2 separate regions of the Mus musculus genome follow, and region 1 is linked to region 2. The links are chromatin contacts, called in public HiChIP or PLAC-seq maps. All regions are on one chromosome and are shown on one strand. The core of a region is the stretch at or near the end of the contact, and the rest is flanking DNA. Distances in the headings are between cores, read along the strand shown.

Region 1 (6,961 bases), core at 1,081-3,580, 270 kb before region 2:
AGGGCTGAGTTGAAGATGCAGGGGGTTATGAGCCACTATGTCGGGGCTGGACTGAGCATCAGTCCTCTGGAAGAACAGCAAGTGCTCTTAACTGCTGAGCCAACTCTCCAGCCCTAACACAATCTTATAGATAAATGCAAATGGCTACTTTGAATCCATCAACTGAGTGGTGTCTCCTTGGGCAATTTTTGTGAACATGTTGGGGCTCAGTTTTCAGATCTGTAAATGAGAATACCCTTGGCCTTACAGAGTGTCTTGACGTTAAATCAGAATGGGTTAAACCCCACCCAGTGCCTAGCACACAGTAAAGCTCGATGAAGCTTGGAGAGTGGAGCCAGATGAACAGTTCTGGTGGAGAGGTATGCTGCAGGAAGCAAGGACTGGGTCCTCATCAAGTAGAGGCCATCTCAGCTGTCAGGACCGTCATCATCTGAGAAGGGGGTCAGGGAGATGGGGGCAGAGAGCCAGGGGCCAGGCTATTGGTCAGCAGGTGATAAACATGATTTGAGGGGGAGTTGAGTTTAGCAGGCTAAGCAGGTTTCATCTGGAGGTGGAGATGATGGAGGCCTTCAGGCAGCTTGGCAGTTTTCAGCTCTCTCTCTCTCTCTCTCTCTCTCTCTCTCTCTCTCTCTCTCTCTCTCTCTCTCTCCAGGGCGTGTCTGTGTAGCCCTACGTGTTCTGGAACTCACTTTGTGGACCTGGCTAGCTTCAAACTCAGATCTGCCTGCCTTTGCCTTCCAAGTGCTGGGATTAAATGCACAGCATCACCTGACTAGGCACACACGCCTTTCCCATCTTTCAGAGCTTTCTGGGATTGTGAGAACCACTTTTAAAGTATGCCCAGGGGGCCTTGTCTTGCTTTCATGAAAAGCTTTGCCTCAACCTGCAAAACCCTAGTCCTGTTGCAGTGGGTCCCTCAGCTCAGGTACAGCTTGTCTGTGTGCTTCGGTATGGGTTTGTTTGACATGACCACAGCCATCTTGAGTCATAGCCACCGTGATTGCCCCTGAGTAACCCTGGCCGGTTTTTCCTGTATGGTCTCCCAGCAAACCACAACTAGATAAAACCATTAAAGTCAAATATGGGGCTTTGAACAACCAGACCCTGGCCCCAGGAATACACCCGACTCTTTGATATTTTGTTATGAGATACCAGGTATGTTCCAGCCAGGATGAAGTCACTTTTGTCCCAGCCCACAAGTATACTCCTCTTTCTGACCCAGATTGCCAGCTATAGTTTTTACTGTCACTCAAGACTATACTTCCTTAGTAAGTTCTATAGTAAACCCCTCTCTCTGTAACCTTACATGTCTGCCTATCTGTCTGAGGTATCCTGTCCCCTTGAGGTCAGTTCACAGTTTAGGACTGGGTTTAAATAGGGCCATGTTTCCATCAGATCACTGAGAGCCACAAATATTTATAGACTAACTTCCAGTACTTGCTGGCCCCTCCTAGGCACCTATTAGAGACAAGTATGTACAAAACCTGCCTTCTCTGAGAATAAAGACACCCCTATGGGAAATGACTTCCCAGGGAAGCTTCTTGTTTTGTGTTGTTAACAACAGATAAGGCATTGTTATTTTGTTTTCCATAAGACGGACATTTGTAGACTAGACAGGAGCAGGCAATAACTTTAACGTGTTATCCGTGCCCACTTTTACTAATGGCTCCTGTTCTATTTGGTAAGACTAATGGGCACAGGAGAACGGCAGTCACTGTGGAGGCAAGAGACGTGGATGGCTTACGTGATCTGATAAAGACTTAGGGAATGGACCAGCCTTGGAAAGGCAGGAAGGGGACAATGCTGACAGCTCAAGGGACTCACTGGATCTTGGGATTTATATGGAGGTAGTTATACACATTATCCCATCTGAGCGGCAAACAGTGGCAGGAGTCAGCACTGGTGTTAGCTCCAATTCCTAAGAGGGAAAACGAGGTTCAAGGATGAAAAGTCTAAGCTCTCTGCCTTTAAGATTGTGTTCTCTTCTCTCTCTCTCTCTCTCTCTGGTTTGTTTTGGTTTTGAGCACTGGCCACAGAGCCCAGGGCCTTACCCAGGCTGGGCAAGTAGAGTACCACTGAGCCACACCCACGAACCCCTAATTTGAGCTCTTACTTGCTGTGTTATTGCACCGGCGTAGACATAAAAACATTGGCACCTGTTTGTCTCCTCCACTAAATTAGTTAGCCAGCGTTCATTCGTCCTTAGGGACAGAGGGGAGAAGTGGGTGAGAGGACCAGAAGCAGCCGTTCACACGCAGACAGCAGAGGTGGAGAGCCTTGAAGCTATGACTGGCATTTCTTACTCCCTTGCCCAAGCTCCCAGGTCTTGCTCAACTCCAGCTGAGTAACAAGGCTGGCAGGGTTGCCTCACTACTTGACAGCAGGCCCCAGCCTTCCTGGCTCAAACTCACTTCCTGTCCCAGAGTCTCTTTTGTCAGACATGATTGAGTCTCCTTCTTCCTGTTGACCTCTGCTTTTTCCCAGCTGGCCCCGGGTGGTCCCCACGTGCTGCTGTGAACCAGATCAGCTGAGGAGCCAGGACCAGGTGCCTTGCAACTTTGGGGGATTGGAGTGAGGGAGGGGAAGGAATGGGTGGGGGGCTTGGGCGTGGCCTGAGAGACACCAGAGTGGAGGCTTCTGGTGTCTGAGAACCCTTTCTGCCCATATGGTGGCCAGTTAGGATGAATGCCATTATGTCCCTGTGATAGGTGACACTAGGCATTTGCTATGGTGCCTTTTTTCTGAAAACACAGTTATCTTCCCTCATCTGGATCCTGATCACCTTGATTTGGTTTTTATTTCCTGGCCGCCTGCTAGTATTTCTTGGAGGGGCGGGGAGCTTTTTGGGTTCAGACAAGTTTATCTGGGCTGATGGAGAGACAATCAGGGTGAGGCAATGATGTCATGCCGGACTGAACAAGTGAGGGGCTTGTTTTGAAGTCTTGGCTGCTTCTAAATCGCTCAACTCCTGACGGGCCAGCGGCTTCTTTCGTTCTGTCTTCTTGCCTATGGATGGCGAAGTATTTTTATTTTATTTGAACTCGTCCAGAGCTTGTAGGACAATGGTTATGAAAGTGTTTCCTACACTGTAAGGAGGTTGTGTTTCTCAAGGCTTGGGGCTCTCTTTATTTCGTTTTCTAAATGGAACTAGACATACTTTTTCCATGATACTATCTTATTTGATAAAATACAAGCTATCCATGCAGAGACACTGACAATCTTTGTATAAGTATATCCTCAAATATGAGCACTTTGACCTACAAACATAGACATTTTATCTATTTTTATGTGTATGTCTGTGGGTGTGTATGTGCACACATCCATGGGTTCCCTTAGAGACTAGACACTTGAATCCCCTAGAACTGGAGTTAAAGACACTTGTGAGCCTCCATGTGGGTGCTGGGAAGCAAACCCAGCCCTCTGCAAGAACAGAAGTTCTCGTAACCATTGAGCCATCTCTCCAGCCCCCCCCCCCCCCCCAGTCAGTCCCCTTTGAGCCAGGGGCTCACATCTATTAGTCTTGGCTGGTATAGAATTTGCTATGCAGATCAGGTTGGCCTTGGGTCTGTCTTGATTTTCCTGCCTCTGCCTTCTGGGTGCTAGAATCACTGGTGTGTGCAGCCTCACCCGCTCCCAACAACCTCACCTGGCCTCAAAATACACATGCTTTTGAGACAGGCTATGATGTTGACCTTGAACCCTGACTCCTCCTGTGCACACCCATCCAGTGTGAGGATTACAGGCATGAGCCATCACACCCAGCTGACATACACACTTTCAATAAATTTTTTAATGTTGAATTCTACTTACCGTCCTGTAACTTCTTTGCATTTAATGTCTTTTGAGTCATCGTATGCTGATTCACAAATATCCACCCTGTCCTGGACTGCTGTACCATATCCCATGTGTGGATGTAGCATGCATGGCTTGGTAAAGTAAACTGATTTGTGGGTAGTGATAGGCTTTCAGTGTGAGTCTATAAAAGTAAGCTGTACTGCAGAAAACACCATTAAACATACAATCTTCACATACCAGCTCCGGCATTTCCTTAGAATGAATTCTTAGGAGATAGATTGTTGAGGCTGTGTGGTTGGAAGACCCATTGAAGAATTCTCGGTCCTGCTGCCTGGAGGAGGTTGTCAACATACTGAGGCTTCCCAGGGAGGAGGGTGAGACATCCTGGACTTGGAGGAGTCCTTTCTCCTCAGGCCCCCTTTCTCTTTATGGTGAAGTGACTTAGCTGCTCTTTCCAGTTCTTCTCTCCTTCTCCTGCTGGGCTGGGGTGAGGCAATGCTTTGGTTTGCCTACTCCCTGGACTGTGAGGTCTGCGTCTAAATGTTCTGTGAATGTACCACCTTCAACACATCGTCTTCTCTTTAGCCCATGCCATATGGTTGCTGAAGCAGATAGAACCTCTATCCCAGGAGCCTTTCTGGAGTTCAGAGGCACAGCACTCTTGCTTTGGCTAGCTTCTGGCCTTCAGGTTCCTCTGTCTGTTGCATGGCTACCACCCTTGCACATGCTTTTAGGCTTGTAATAGTATATGCGTGTGGACATCTTTTGTTTGTTTGTTTGTTTGGTTTTTCGAGAGTTTCTCTGTATAGCCCTGGCTGTCCTGGAACTCACTCTGTAGACCAGGCTGGCCTCGAACTCAGAAATCCACCTGCCTCTGCCTCCCGAGTGCTGGGATTAAAGGCATGAGCCACCATGCCCGGCACTTGTTTGTTTGTTTTATCAACGTATCTATGTATCCATGTCTGTCTGTATATTTTTATCTATCTATCTATCTATCTATCTATCTATCTATCTATCTATCTATCTATCTATCTGAGACAAGCCCTCTCTATGCGGCCCTGGCTATCTGCCCTGGAATTGTCTATGTAGACAAGGTTAGGCTTGAACTCACAGAGATCTGCCTGCCTCTGGCTCTCAAATGCCGAGACTAGAAGCATGTGCCACCACCAAGTAGACATCTCCCTGCCAGTGCTCTGCTGTGTTGTGCTGTGTTCTTTGTAACATGTGTTTTGTTGGGAGGAAGCGATGGTATGTGCACTCATCCTAGGATGGTAGCCAGGGTGGTTACAGCATGTTTTCACTTGGATTTGAGTTGAAGGGGAGCAATCTCTTCTTACAATGGATGTTATTACTTGTTTTAAAATTTGAGATTCCGATAAAAAAAAAAAGTGAGCTATAATTCCTATTTTAATTCAAGATTGGTTGATTGATTGATTGATTGATTGTGCTAGGGAAGGAACCAGAGTCTTTTTTTTCTTCTTTGAGACAGGGTCTCACTGTATACCTCTAGCTGCCCTAGCATTTGTTATATATAATCAGGCTGGCCGTGAGCTCATAGCAGTTTTTCTGCTCTGTTTCTTGAGTGCTGGGATTAAAGGTGTTTGCTACCAGGTCCAGCAAAACCCAGAGTCTTGCTCATACTAGACAAACAGTATACCTATAAGCTATAGCCCAGGCCTTACTTATTTCTCTGTTTATGAGACAGGGCCTCTCTTTGTATTGAGGCTTGGTTGGAACTGGCTCTGTTGTCCAGGCTGACCTTGAGCTTACAGAATCCTCTTGTCTTAGCCTCCCAAGAGCTCAAATTCTAGAGGTGAGGTAGCAGCCCAGTAGCATTTATTTTGATGTTGCAGACTGAATGCAGGGCTTCATAGGTGCAGGCATCCTACCAGTGAGCTAGAGTCCTACCCCTGTTTACTCAGTCTTTATAACTGAAGTCATAAGCATAATGACATAAACAGCAATTATACTAAGTACAAAGATTTATTTATTTATTTCATGTATGTGGGTATACTGTCACTATCTTCAGACACACCAGGGCATCAGGTCTTATTGCAGATGGTTGTGAGCCACCGTGTGGTTGCTGGGATTTGAACTCAGGACCTCTGGAAAAGCAGTCAGTGTGCTCTTAACCACTGAGCCATCTCTCCAGCCCTTATCTGTACAACATATTAAAAAATTATTAATGGCATAGTGGAGGACCTTGTTAGGTCTTTATTGACCTTTGTAATTCTTTTATGATCACCTACTTATTTATACCCAGTAGGTTTGGATAATTGTTAAATTGCATAGCCAGCTCCATAAAGAGCCTATGGTTGATCTATTTTTCTAGCTCTTTCTCCCTCCCTTCCTTCCTTCCTTCCTTCCTTCCTTCCTTCCTTCCTTCCTTCCCTGTTCCTTCCCTTTCCCCTCTCTTCCTCCTCCTCCCTCTCTGATGGGTCTTATTATGAATCCCCAGCTGGCCTGAAATTAGCTATGCAGACCAGGCTCAAACTCAGAGCCTCTGATTCCTGAGTGAGCCACACGGCTGGCTCCCTTCTTTCCTTCCTTTTTTTTTTTGGGGGGGGGGTGCAAGGGGGAGTGGACAAGGCTTCTCTGTGTAGTCCTGGCTGTCACTCCATAGACCAGGCTGACCTCTAACTCAGAGATCCGCCTGCCTATGCTTCCTAAATGCTGGAATTAAAGGTGTGCCCCACCACTGCTCCCCCCACCTTCTTTTTCTTTCTTGGAATTTCACCTAGAACCTCCCAAATGCTAGGCAAGCACTTAGCTTTATTCCCATCCCTTTCTTGTATGTTCAGAACTCAGGGACCAGGGAGGCTTCGGAAACCAGCAACTCTTAGTCTAGAGTATTTGTTTATTTTTCATCAGTCAGATGATGAAAGTACTATGGGTTCATTGTTAAAAATAGAAGGCACACACACACACACTCACACCCACACTCACCCACACCCACACGCACCCACACCCACCCACACACTCACACCTACCCACCCACCCCCCCCCACCCACACACACTCACACACACACACACACACTCATACACACACACACTCACACACACGCACCCACCCACCCACACACCACACACACATACACTCACACACACACGCGCACACACACACACACACACACACAGAAAGAATAGCTTATGCTGAGCTTCTCA
Region 2 (7,041 bases), core at 1,212-3,711:
GTTGGATCAGTTGTCTAACAACTTGTTCCTTTGGCTTTGCCTTCTGTGTGGTGTTCAGGGGGCCCTGAGACAGATCACCGTTGGTTGATAGAGGACTCTCCTGACCAGGGGTAAAGTGGGGGATGTTGCAATGTGGGATGTGAAATGATATTTTCTCCCCCAATAGTGAATTATGGGTTGGGTTATGATGGCTCTCTCGCTTGATCCACATATGCTCCCTCAGACCTGGAAATTCTATGATCAAGTCTTATGTTAACCCATTTTGACCTGTCCCTCATCCCTCGTCAAATCCTGATCTTTCTTATATTTCTTGTTAAGTTGGCTTATTTATTTATTTTAAACTATTTTGTTGTTAACCTCTGAAATGAAAATGTTCCTCAAGAATCTCAAAAAGCAATGTGTCGCGCCCACCTCAGCCCGCAAGGAAGACACAACACGGTCGGATTCTTCTCAACAGCCTTTATTGCAGGAACGCCTCGATGCTGCTACGGGGACCCCGGGCACCCAGGGAGGTCTGCTTATATACACTCAACCCCCATCCACTCACGGCAGGCCACGCCACCTCACCAGGCACGCAGCTTCAGCCAATCAGGGCGGCAGGGACATGTCTCCACCAAATATGGACTTGTTTACACCACCAGCATCATGGTGCACCTGCACAGCTCTCGCAATGGTTGTAGCTTATTTTCAGGTGTATGAGGAAGTCAGGTGCAAGTCATAAGGCTTAGCTGCAGTCCCGGGCGCCATCTTGGGACTGCTGCCACACCCGCTCCTCACAGCAATGCCATTTGGTAGTCTCTCAAAAGTTCGACACAGAGTTATCATCCAATCCAGCAATTGCAACTACTAGGTAGACACCCAAAAGAAATAAAAATATGCCCATGCATATGAAGCTGCATTATTTAAAATAGCCATAATGTGATGCAACCTAAATGTCCATCAACTGACTGTTGAATTAATGAGGCATAATAGCCCACACAATGAATTATTATTATTTCAACTATATAGAGGAACTGTGGAGACTTGAGAGATAGCTCCTAGGTTAAGAGTGTTGGTTGCTTTGCAGAGAACCCACAATCTGTTTTTAGTACCCATATGGCAGCTTCCAACTCTCCATCACTCCAGTTCTGGAGATACAAAACCCTTTTCTGACCTCCTTGGGTACCCGGCATCCACATTGTCCACAGACATATACATGGGCAAAACACTCATACTAATGTAACTCATGTAAAAATAATTAAAAAAAAGTGATGTAGTGGTACATGGTATGTTGTGTATCATTATCCTAGGAAATATCACACTAAGTCAACACAAAAATACCAGGCACTGGGTGACTCTAGGTCAAATGGCATATCCAGACAAGGCAAAATTATTGACAGAGGGAAAGATCCTCTTCTGAGGCTGGGGACTGAGAAGGAATGTGAGTGACTATTAGTGGGTATGGAGGATCAAGGTGAGGCACAATTAAGAGCTTTAATATGTCTGTGCCTCATTGTGACTTTTAATTACTATGTAGCCACTCCTTGCCCCCTCTCCTTCTTCCAGCTATTTTGACTTTACTATCCCATTTCTCTCCCTTCATCTTCTCTATTTGTCCTCTTTCTGAGACAGGATTTCACTGTGTAGTCCAAGCTGGCCTTGAACTCACAGTCTCTCTGCCTCAAGCTCCCTAGTGCTGGGCTTATGGACATGGGGTAGGTGCCTCATCCTGCTTGACTCCTTCCTGTGGTAGGCAGAATCCCAGGTTGGCTTCCTGGACTGTGACTCCCTGGTATTGGTCTCAGTTATGTGCAACTTTATCCGGGTGTGCCTGATCTAACCACAGGAGTGCTTGCTTCTAAGTGGATATAGCTACCCTGCCTGGTACCAGAAGAGTCAGATTCAAAGCTCAACAAAGACTCCATGTGGTGCCCTTGCTTTGAAGATGAAGGGGGCCATGCAAAGAGGAATGCAGTTGGCCTCTGGGAGCAGATCGCAGCCCCTGGCTGACAGCCAGCCAGGAAATAGGACCTCAGACCTGCAGCTGTAGAGAAGGCATTATGTCAACAGCCTGAATGTGCGAGGGAGTAGCCTGTCCCGTCCCCCTCCCCTCCCCCCCCAACCTCCTCCCCTCTTCCCTAGCTCCAGATGAGCGCCCAGCTGGTCAACACGTTGATTTTGTCTTGCAAGAGTGGCTGAGTAGGACCCAGGTCATGTCACAGGGACTCCAGACTCACTCCTGTGAGACACCAAGGGGATGGTTTAGAACTCTGAAAGCCGTGACACAGACTACAGAACTAATAGAATCAGTTTTGCATCACGGTGCAGCTGGCTGTCTTCCTGATGGGTGTTCCCAGATGCTGGTCTTTTCCTCATAAAATTCTTAAAACAGCTACTTCCTGTCCCACTCCCCAGGATGATGTCACCCCCTGGATGTCTCTGAGCCTGGCGTATTCCCTATGCCACACTTCCTACTTCTTCCTTTCAAAGGTTAAGGCAGAGGGGATTCTTGGCAGTTGCAGAGAGGAAGCTGAGGCCCAGGCTGGCCTGGCTAGTATCACAGCTCTTTTCTTCCAGAAGAGATGCTGGGGCAGGAGGTGGGGGTGGGGGTGGGGGTGGGGTGGGGCTGGAGGTGCTGCTCTCTTTTGGTTCTGAGTGCCTTCAGCACTCTGCTCGCGCACACAGAAGATGCCAGAATATATCCCAAGGCTCAAAAGACCAGAAGCAGAAGCAGTCTTAGCTCTCTGAGCAACCAATTTTAATGTGATGTGAAATGAGACAGTTCTAGAGTCCAAAAGCCAGCAGGGATGGGGATTAAAAAAAAAAAGTGTGAAAGACCTGAGACCGAGGGATAATCTCATTGGCACAGGGTCTCTTGGACTGTCCCCCAGGGTGATCCAAGATCACCTCGAAGGGCTTTTGACTGATTGCACCAGCGGCTGTGTCTGTGATTGACACGTGGGGCAGACAGGGGCTTATGTCCACCCCGCTGCCTGGAGGTTGAGCTCTCACATACCTCCCCCTCCCCTTAGCTACTCCCTTCCCTGCGGAAAAGCTAACCGGTCTTTCTGGGGGACAGGGTTCCCTAGCACAGAGTATGAGTCCCTGAAGGGCTCGTCCCCTCCTTTGCCTCCACACATGCTGAGCCCGGCCTGCTTCCTGCCTTGGCTGATGAGAACCATCCATCTCTGGAACCAATCAGTTACTCCTGCTCTAATGAGCTCATGTCTTTTCTTGCTGGGAAATCTCCAATCAGCCTCTTAACTTCTTGTTCTTGGTCCGTAGTCTCCTCTATCTGGGAGCCTGAGTCTCTTTTAGCTGGGTAGACTTGAGCTTCTTTATGTGCATGCTGGACCCTAGGTAGCAGCGTTGAGGGACTGAAAAAGGTGCTGGGAAGCGAGGGAAGGAGTCTCTAGGAAGGGGGCTTGAGAGCCTGTCCATGGCAGCCTCCTGTTCCTCACTCTCCTGTCATTGGCTTGAGTCTCTGAGGCCTCCAAACCTTCTGGAGTTTTCTTTCCTTCTTCTGTAGGTTTGGGAATAACTTTATAGATTTGTGGCTTCTCCAATATTCAAGAAATCTGCCTAGACCCACAGAATTCCTTCTGTCCCAAGCCTGGGTAGTTATCTTCAACCTGAGAAACGCCATCATACCAGACTGAGGCATAAAGCAAGTGTGAATGTGCAAGGGTTAAGATGAGCTTTGTGTGATCACAGGCATTCCAAGTGTGACCCTTCCTGATTCCGGACTTCACTCAAGCCAGAAACATGACTCTGTGAGGCTGTGGAGTGGAAGGAGGGAGGCAGAGAGACTCCATCCCGCTCCTGGCATAGGACTGGGGGTGGGGGTGGGGCGGAGGGGCCTGGCCCACGAGGAAGTGTGTGTAATCCTAACAGGCCGGGCTTCTCAAACACCACCTCACAAGGGACAGCAGGAGGTTGACGGGAGGGTGTTGTGTATCTGGGAGTTGGACAGACTGACTGTTTCACATTTATTCTCCTGCCTCCCAGGTCCCAGCTATTTCAGAGACATAGCCTCCCACTCCCTCAAGCCATTTCTGGCCAGCCATGATTCATTCTCTGACTGAGCACTCCCCTGACTGAACCCTTGCTAGGTTTGAGATTCCCTCTGGTCTCCAACCTGTACCAGAGAGAGAGGTTTGTTTAGACTGGGCCAGCTCTATGGCAGCCTTCCAGACTCCAGGTCTCTCTCAAAAAGGAAAGCCTCCCTTTCCTCAGTTATGGAGACAGAGGCAGTGTGGAGGCTTGTGACATGTCAGCTTCACTAAACTGAGCTACATTACCCAGAATTCCCTTTCCCAGGTGTTTCCTGTGACAGTAGGTCATGAATGGCTTCCCATGGGTGATTTGGGGCTGAGGAGAAGAGGCAGCTATGTTGTGGCTCACATAAGTTTTTGCTTCTCTGGTAACTTGCCTCAGTGGTAGGGTGTACAATTGCTTCCGAATCTGGCGGATCCTCCTCGGGCTTTCCTCCTGCCCTGGGCCAGGGTGTTTAGTTCTGTGACCAAAGACTTAGCTTCTGCAAGGCACCCCTGTCAGCTAGTAAAGAGGCAACAAGGACTGATATAGGTTTCTGTCTGTCCTCAGGATAAAAGCCATGAGATTTCTATCTTGTTCTTGATCTTCCCAACTTTCCCTGTGCGTGTGTGTGTGTGTGTGTGTATGTGTGTATGTGTGTTCCTGTGTGTGTGTACATGTGCATTGGTATGAAAGCCAGATGTTGACCTCAATTGCTTCCTGTTACATATTTTTAAATTACTTCTTTACTATATTTTAATTTATTAGTGTGTTATATATGCACACATGTATGTATACACATGCATGCACTAGCATATGTGTGTAAAAGTCACCTTATAGGTGCCACGGATTGAACTCAGGCCATCAGTCTAGGTGCAGGTGACTTAACCTGCGGAGCCATCTCTACGGCCCCACCCACCTTGGTTTTGTTTGTTTGTTTTGTTGGAGGTGGGCTATCTCATTGAACTTGGAGCTCACTGAGTTGGCTAAACCTTCTGGCCAGCAAGACCTATTGATTTTCCTCCTCTGCCTTCCCAGCAGTGGCACAGCACAGCACTGAGCCTTTTCATGATGCCCTGGTGACATTTTATGCACTGAGCCATCTCCCCAGTTTTGTCTCCCAGCTACCTGCCCCCTCTGACTTCAGGCATCAGCATGAGATGTAAATGATCAGCCCAGGTAAATTCCTGTAAGGAAGCTGTATATGTGGCTGTACATAAATGGATACTCAGGGTTTCCTGCGTCCACTTTTACATATCTGTATTCAGGCTGAACATCCTCAATTGGACACTTCAAAATCGAAAGGGCTTCAAAATGGAAAACTCTTTAAGCATGGATGTGACCGTGTAAGTGTAAAATTTCACGTCTGGCCTGGTGTGATGGACCACACAAAATTATGACAAATACTGAGGGTGGTGATCATACACGCCTTTAATCCCAGCTCTGGAGAGGTAGAGGCTGGCAGGCTGGTCTCTGAGTTCGAGTCCAGTCAGGTCTACAGAGTGAGTTCCAGGACTACACAGAGAAACCCTGTCTAGAAAAACCAAATATCCATATATTGAATAAAACTGTCTTCAAACTATGTGCAAAGCATATATAAAACAAGTATATTTTATGCTTAGACTTGGGTCCCATCCCTATAAAATCTCTATCTCTATCTATCTATCTATGATAGTATTCCATAATCTGAAAAAATACCCAAATGTGAAACATTTACGATCTCAACTCTTGGGTTTGTTCCTAAAATGGTGGAGTAGGGACTGTGTGTGTAGAGGTGTCTCACTATGTAGACTATATTGGCCTTGAACTTACAGAGACTGGCTCAATTCTGGCTCCCAATACTGGGACTAAAAGAGTCTGCCACCACACCTGGCCCAAGTACTTTGATTAAGTAATATTTAATCTTACGTTAGTGTCCTCATGTGGCTGAATACTAACTGACACGGACAGTATCATGAACTGATAGTGAGAATGAGCGAAGCTCAGGTTCTAGAAAGCATGTGGTCGTGACACATTTTAAAAAAATAATTTTATCTAAGTCAGGTAGAGTGTGGCACACACCTTTAGTCTCAGCACTCGGGAGGACAAGGCAGGCAGGTCTCTATGAGTTTGAGGCCAGCCTGGTCTACAGACTGAGTTCCAGGACAGCAAGAGCTACATAGTGAGATCCTGTCTTGAAAAACGAAACATTATTTTATGTATTTTGCCAGAATGCATGTCTGTGAACCATGGACATGTGTGGTGCCTGCAGAGGCTTGAGGAGGGTGTTAGAGTCCCTGGAACTGGAGTTACTAGAAATTGTGAGCTACCGGGTGGGTGCTGGGTTCTCTGGAAGAACAACCAGTGCTTTTAACTGCTGAGTCATCTCTCCGGATTATAAAGCAATAACTATTCAAGTGTGTGTGTGTGTGTGTGTGTGTGTGTGTGTGTGTGTGTGTACATGGGAGTATGTACACATGTGCATGCATGTATACATGTGTGTTGTAAGCATATTTGTGCCAGTACATGTACCTATTTGTGCATGTGCAGACTCCAGGGGAAGATAGTAATTGTCCTGCTCCCCACCTTAATCTCTTGAGACAGGGTGTGCTTGCTGGTCTAAAGCCCCAGAGATACCCAGTGAAAGGCGTGGCATCTGGCTTTCCAGCAGCCCTGCCAGAGCAGAAAGCTGAGAGTGAGCTGTTCTTAGATGGGGTGCTTGTGGGTCTCTCCCCTCATTGGCTCTTCCCTATTAACCTATTTTCGAAAGGAGAAGTAATTTCAGAGCCAACTTCTTATAACATTTAATGTTTTTAGGGATGGGACAAACTGAGGCTGGAGGGGAAAGCCAACGGGGGGCGGGGGGGGGGAGGTAGGGAGGTGGTTCATCATCAGGAAGCAGTTGGTCTTCAACAGCTGGACTAGGGGGACTAGACCACAGGCTCACCAGGAACCTTCTCTTTCCTAGGTCTTTTCTCTCAAGTGTCTTGGAACATTCTAGAAGCATGTTACTTCCTTACATCCGGACTTGCTGTTGTTCTTTCTTCT

The links. HiChIP or PLAC-seq counts read pairs in DNA pulled down with a chosen protein or histone mark.
Region 1: an H3K27ac HiChIP or PLAC-seq map of heart atrium shows a contact between it and region 2, with 4 times the contacts expected there. The contact joins two enhancer-like sites. A contact is called at or near these places in 3 of 39 promoter capture datasets (the C10 cell line, hippocampal neurons and pre-B cells), 1 of 484 Hi-C or Micro-C datasets (embryonic stem cells) and 1 of 115 datasets of contacts at active chromatin or transcription factors (heart atrium).

The regions. Positions count from the first base shown.
Region 1 is chr11:68,867,365-68,874,325 of GRCm38.p6, reverse strand. No RefSeq gene overlaps it. Among named protein-coding and RNA genes, the nearest start is that of Rnf222, 18 kb to the left of the region's middle. Within about 2 kb of position 2,330, at least 138 of the 459 cell types and tissues checked have an H3K27ac peak or open chromatin away from gene starts, as enhancers often do. A contact at or near this core is called in heart atrium, where this site is marked.
Region 2 is chr11:68,597,696-68,604,736 of GRCm38.p6, reverse strand. Ccdc42 (coiled-coil domain containing 42) reads right to left here. Exons shown (of 7, transcript NM_177779.3): 7 at 6,786-7,041. The coding sequence ends at 7,010. Among named protein-coding and RNA genes, the nearest start is that of Ccdc42, 14 kb to the right of the region's middle. Within about 2 kb of position 2,461, at least 77 of the 459 cell types and tissues checked have an H3K27ac peak or open chromatin away from gene starts, as enhancers often do. A contact at or near this core is called in heart atrium, where this site is marked.